Regions from separate parts of the Sus scrofa genome. Here region 2 is linked to region 1. Evidence: chromatin contacts called from public HiChIP or PLAC-seq data. All regions are on one chromosome and are shown on one strand. Each heading gives the region's core, a stretch centred on a gene start, on an enhancer-like site or on the middle of the called end of the contact. The rest is flanking DNA. Distances are from core to core; before and after follow the strand shown. Region 1 holds the start of EEF1B2 (eukaryotic translation elongation factor 1 beta 2). Region 2 has its middle 55 kb from the start of ADAM23.

Evidence for each region. HiChIP or PLAC-seq counts read pairs in DNA pulled down with a chosen protein or histone mark.
Region 2: an H3K27ac HiChIP or PLAC-seq map of skeletal muscle shows a contact between it and region 1, with 4 times the contacts expected there. The contact joins the enhancer-like site here to the promoter of EEF1B2 in region 1. A contact is called at or near these places in 3 of 5 promoter capture datasets (fetal skeletal muscle, liver and skeletal muscle), 25 of 47 Hi-C or Micro-C datasets (alveolar macrophages, brain, embryonic fibroblasts and 15 more) and 1 of 2 datasets of contacts at active chromatin or transcription factors (skeletal muscle).

The regions. Positions count from the first base shown.
Region 1 is chr15:109,450,459-109,453,158 of Sscrofa11.1, reverse strand. It overlaps EEF1B2 (eukaryotic translation elongation factor 1 beta 2), which reads right to left and starts at 1,258. Exons shown (of 6, transcript NM_001243524.1): 1 at 812-1,258; 2 at 201-323. The coding sequence starts at 891. It overlaps NDUFS1 (NADH-ubiquinone oxidoreductase 75 kDa subunit, mitochondrial), which reads left to right and starts at 1,346. Exons shown (of 19, transcript XM_003133603.5): 1 at 1,346-1,553.
Region 2 is chr15:109,638,824-109,641,618 of Sscrofa11.1, reverse strand. No RefSeq gene overlaps it. Among named protein-coding and RNA genes, the nearest start is that of ADAM23, 55 kb to the left of the region's middle. Within about 2 kb of position 1,453, at least 3 of the 83 cell types and tissues checked have an H3K27ac peak or open chromatin away from gene starts, as enhancers often do. A contact at or near this core is called in fetal skeletal muscle and skeletal muscle, where this site is marked.

The DNA.
Region 1 (2,700 bases), core at 9-2,508:
TTTATCAAAATTGTTCATGTCCTACCTGTTACATGAAAAAATGGAGAATTCCAGTCTCTTGGTCTTCTAAAGTCACAGAAATTTAGCTTACAATATCCCAACAAACATGAAGTCGCCAGAATCCTAATTTGTCACGCGAAAATCCCAAGTTTAACCTTAAAATCAGTCCATTCTTCAGATGAACACAAAGATAATTTTACCTGGCCTTTTCTTTTTCATAAGATTTGATGTGATTATACCAACGTAGGGCATGACACAAGTCAGCAGGTGGTGGGCCGGAGACTGCTTCAAAAACTGCCACATCTGCTTGTGATGGCACATACCTGTCCATGATACAAAACTAGTTATACACACCTCAAAAAAAAAAAAAAAAAAAAAAAAAGCTACGAACACCAGCAAATAAATGACAAACGCTACGACCCTCAAATTATTGAATGAGAACGCGCCCATTTGTTAGGGGGCCCTAAGGTGCTTTAGCTATTTGAGAAAAGGAGAAAAAAAAAAGCTCCTTAGGATCAGGGATTATCTACTCAGTTCTCCGCGCTATCCTGAGACATGCCTGACACTTAGTAGACCTCGGAAATTGCAATCACTAACGCCATGTCTACAGGCTTCCATCTGTTAACTGAGCAAAACGCAGAAAAACCTAGTTGAATCAAGTAATCGAAAAGAAAGCACCTCTTTAACCCTTCTCTCTCTGCAGCCCCTTCCCCCGGGAGAGCCCTGGGTCCAGGCTTCCTTTCCTCCAGCAGCAGCCGAGGCCGCGCCACGTGGCCCCACCGCACCCGGCCGCCCCTGCCGGTCCGCTCACCCCTCGATGTAGCTCTTGTCTGCCAGGTAGTCGTTGAGCACCTGGAGGCCGGCGGGGCTTTTCAAGTCTCCAAAACCCATGGCGATTGTCGATCTGGGAACTGGGCCGCAGCGGAGGAAAAAAGGAGCGCAGGCGAGGGAGCCTAACGCTAAGAGGAAAAAGGCCGCAAAAAGCCCGGAAATTCCTTATATAGAGACGGAGGCGTTTCTCTCCGATGCCCCTGGCCGGAGGTTAGAGGTTAAAGGTTAAAGCACTTTACGCTTCCACAATGTAAAAATCAAGGGCTCTGAAATAGGCCGACAGATTGCCCACCGGTATTTCTCTGTGTTTGCAAATCATTAATAAAATGGATATTTCTCAAATTACTATCGCCAAGGGCTTCGGAAGATTACAAGAAGAGCCTTTTGAAGCACCGGAGATGACCGAAGACGTTCGGCCTGGGCCGCCAGGCCACTTCCGGCGGAACTGCAGGTCTGAGCCAACCCTTCTACCCCGCCCCCGCTCCCGGCTGCAACGCCCTCCGCCCCGCCCTCTGTCAAACTGACGGAAGTTGCTGAACTCAATCTACGCGGGAAGTTGTTGAACTGGGGTTTCTGGTCCCTCCCGGCTTTCCGTTCTTGCAGGACTGGCTGACGGAGATGCCCGAGGCCGCCATATTGAATAAGCAAATCGGCCTTTGAAGGGGTCGTTGCGGTGTAGACGGTTCTGCAGAGCAGCCATCCTCGGCGGCTCCAGGGAAAAGGTGAGGTCGTGTTTGGGTGAGAAGGCTGAGGTACCTTGGCCCTCGGAGTTTGTTCCTTGATGAGACTCTTTCCTTTGGTCCAACCGACTCATTTCTCCTCTTGTCCTTGACTGGGTACCCCGTTCCACCCTGCCTCCTGGGGAACCCTCAGAAAGCCGGCAGGTGAGGTCTGTTAGTCAAGGTTTCTGGTATGATGGAACAGAGAGGAGGAGAGGTCTGGAGGCCCGGGGGGAGCGCTAACCCGAATGCAGCCTTGTGGGTGACCTTCCTTCTGCAAGGGAATGCAGGACAGTCCTCTACCTGGAGAGAAGGCCGTATTGTTCCCCGAGAGAGGACCTGTGCCAAGTGACATGGGCCTAAAGACGGAGCATTTTCCACCAAATTAGCACAAAACCTGGTACAGTGCATCTTTCGTTGCTGTTGCCTTAGCAACCGTACATGCCTCTTATTATTTGGTTATGTTTATGGATTGGATAACACTTATTAACTCTTTCACTGGTGGGGAAACTGAAGAAAAGGACATTTTAAAATTTGTCCCAAGGTTGCAGTGCGAATAACAAAAAGCTACGTTGTTTAAAAGTTTGGGGGAACTAGTACATGTACTGTAAAATCGTGTATCAGAGACGACTCTGCTCAAATACGAATTGAGGGTGTAGGAAATGTAACGGTGAACTGTTTCTGATGAATAAACAGCAAATTAGTTTTTTATGGAATGTCCTTTTTTTCCACCGAGTTGTATGTGCATCTTTAAGCGGGGTGTTATGCGTTTGCCAGAACACCTGCATTCTTTAATAGCAGAGAAGTGACATTAAGTTATGGCCAGAGAGTGGAGATAGAGTTCATTTAGCAGACAGTTATTGATCGCCCACTATAAGCCAGAAATGAATCTACTAAGAAGAATTAAATGGTGATATGACTGGGGAGTAGTTAGGACATTTTAGCTGGGCTGGTCAAAAAAGTCTTCCAGCGTTTTTACATCGTTGTATGAAATACTGATTTTTGAATTTGAATCTGTCATTACTCTAATTCAGCAAATTCATTTTTACCTTCATATCAATATATTTTAATAGGACAGATTCTGCATATTCTGGAATTTGGTGATATCCACTTTTTTTTTCCTCAACATTTCACTACATGTATTTCCTCT
Region 2 (2,795 bases), core at 204-2,703, 190 kb before region 1:
AGAAAGCCCTGGGCCCTGATCAAACTAGAGGTCAAAACACAAAATTACACTGGGCAATGGCTTCACCCTCAAATGCATTCAGGCCCAGCACTCATCATGCAGATAACTGATATCACTAAAAACCACTTCGTTTTTAGAAGACATAGGTGTATGAAAATAAGCACTCCTTCCACTCAACACCGTAAGATTATATAAGCAAATATACCAAATCACCTTGGAGTGAAGCAAAAGGAAAGAAGAGGGGTATAAATGAAAATACCAGAGTTCCCTGGTGGCTTGGTGGGTTAAGGACCCAGCATTGTTACTGCAGTGGCTCAGGTCGCTGCTATGGCAGCAGGTTTGATCCCTGGCCCAAGAACTTTCGAAAAGATCAAAGGCCAAAAAAACTATTTAAATTGTTTCATATTCATAAGTTCTTTTGTTTTTTTTTTCAGTAATACATTTATATTTTGGCCCTGTTAAAGAATTATATGTTAGGGAGTTCCCGTCGTGGCGCAGTGGTTAACGAATCCGACTAGGAACCATGAGGTTGTGGGTTCAGTCCCTGCCCTTGCTCAGTGGGTTAACGATCTGGCGTTGCCGTGAGCTGTGGTGTAGGTTGCAGACGCGGCTCGGATCCCGCATTGCTGTGGCTCTGGTGTGGGCCGGTGGCTACAGCTCCGATTCAACCCCTAGCCTGGGAACCTCCATATGCCTCGGGAGCGGCCCAAGAAATAGCAACAACAACAACAACAACAAACAAAAAAAAAAGACAAAAGACAAAAAAAAAAAGAATTATATGTTAGGCAAGTGATTTGCCGTTGATGTATTAAAAATAGAGAATAATTTTTTTAAAAGTATGGTATTTCAAATGCTGAACATCAAAGCTGATCTGGTAATCAATGGAAAAAAATAGAGAACAGATGCTGTCACTTTGTCTCAAGATGCTTAACTTTAGGTTTAAATCATTGAATTGAGCTAAATTTGCTTTCTTCTTACTCCTACCTTGTAAAGACTACTGCTTCAGTTTTGGAGAACTAAGAAATCTGCATTTTCTTCACACATTCAAGTGACAGCAATAGAAAATTGAGAGATTTCGCAGCTAATGAACAAAAGAACTCTGGTGGGCTATGATTTGGAACCATGGGTCTGTACGTTTCATTTGAATACCACCTATTACTGTCTTTGGCTGGTCGTAGAGTGATTGATCTTACAGACCACCAGAGCTTAGTACTTACATGTTTCCACCTTCCTTATGTTACAAATGAGGAAAGAGACATTATTTGTTCATCCCAGTTTTGTTCCTTTAAGATACCACCCTCACCACACAAGGCATGCCAGGGATCCTATGAACGAGGTCCCCACCAGGTTACATGGATCCCCCACGTTCACCTGCCCTGCACTCCCATCCTGTTCCAGCCTCTCACTCTCTGTTAGCGCTTCATCCAGAAGCTCCATCTGATGCATAACTCAGTGCAGTGTCTCCCCCTTCAGTGATTCTGACTGCAGAGCCAGCTCCATTTCTAAGCAGTTGCTCTTGCTTTGGGTTCTGCAATAAAATGATCTTATGTGCAGCTTCTAGGTGATTTTGTTCCTAATGTGACCCAGTCCCCAAGACCTCACACCAGTATATTGACCAGTAGGCAACATTCTCAGGTCTGTTCTGACGTTGGCGATAAGAATAAGTATCTTTTTCGTTTTTCCACATCTTGAGCCCTTCAATTAGATTATAAATTTCTTGAAACAAGGATTATTCATCTTCACATTCTTCCCTATGTTACCTAATACAGTTCCTGGCATATAACTATTGACAAAAATATTGGTTAACTGATTTAAATCACTCTCTGATCACCAATATAACCCCCACACCATATTCTGACTGAGCAGAGTAGGCAGCTGCTGGCTTGATATAAATTTAGAATTTAGGAAAGCTCTCCCAGCCCAAGAGCTATTTCTCTCTGCCAGGATCCCTAAAATAACCACATTACTCACTCCTTTGAGTCAAGGTCTTGAAAATTCTTGTTAAAATGCAAATGTCACTTGAGCGGAATAACATGAAGTTATCAATACCTATTAATAACATAGAATATGATCAGCTTAGCAGAGAATATAAAAGATCCAGAGCATGGAAGGGCAGCCCCCAAATTTAGGACCTGATGAAATCAGGAACAGCATCTTAGCCATAGGTGGATGCATATTGAAAGGAACAAGTATCTCAGAGAACTCAAGTGAGGTGATAGTAAAAATGCACCTGATACACTGTACAAAATGGTTAATAGTATTAACAATAACGAATTTTTTTAGGTACATACTCTGTGTCAAATAGTTTCCTAGGGGCTTTACATATATTAACTCACTTTTCAATTTTTCATCTACAAAATAAGTATAATTATCATTCCACACCTTCGGTGGAAGAAACCAAGGCAGAGAGCCATTCAGGGATTTGACCCATGTCACACACCCAGTAAGGGGCTGGGCTGGAATTGTAATAAGCCGTCTGGTTCTAGAGTCTCTATGCTGAACTTCCAAACTGCAGCTTTTCATTGTTGTTTTCAGGAGTTCCCTGGTGGTACAGCAGGATGTCACTGCTGTGGCTTGGGTCACTGCTGTGACTTGGGTTGGACCCCTAGCCCAGAAACTTCCACATGTCACAAGCATGGCCAAAAAAAAAAATACCATACAAGGAAAAGGACAGTTTTTTCACAATATGGTAATTATTTCATAACATGGTCATTATGAGAAAGAGGGTCATTCAATCCTCTCTTTCTCACTCACCTACAATCCACAAGTCTCTCCATGAGTCTATTCCTTTCTAT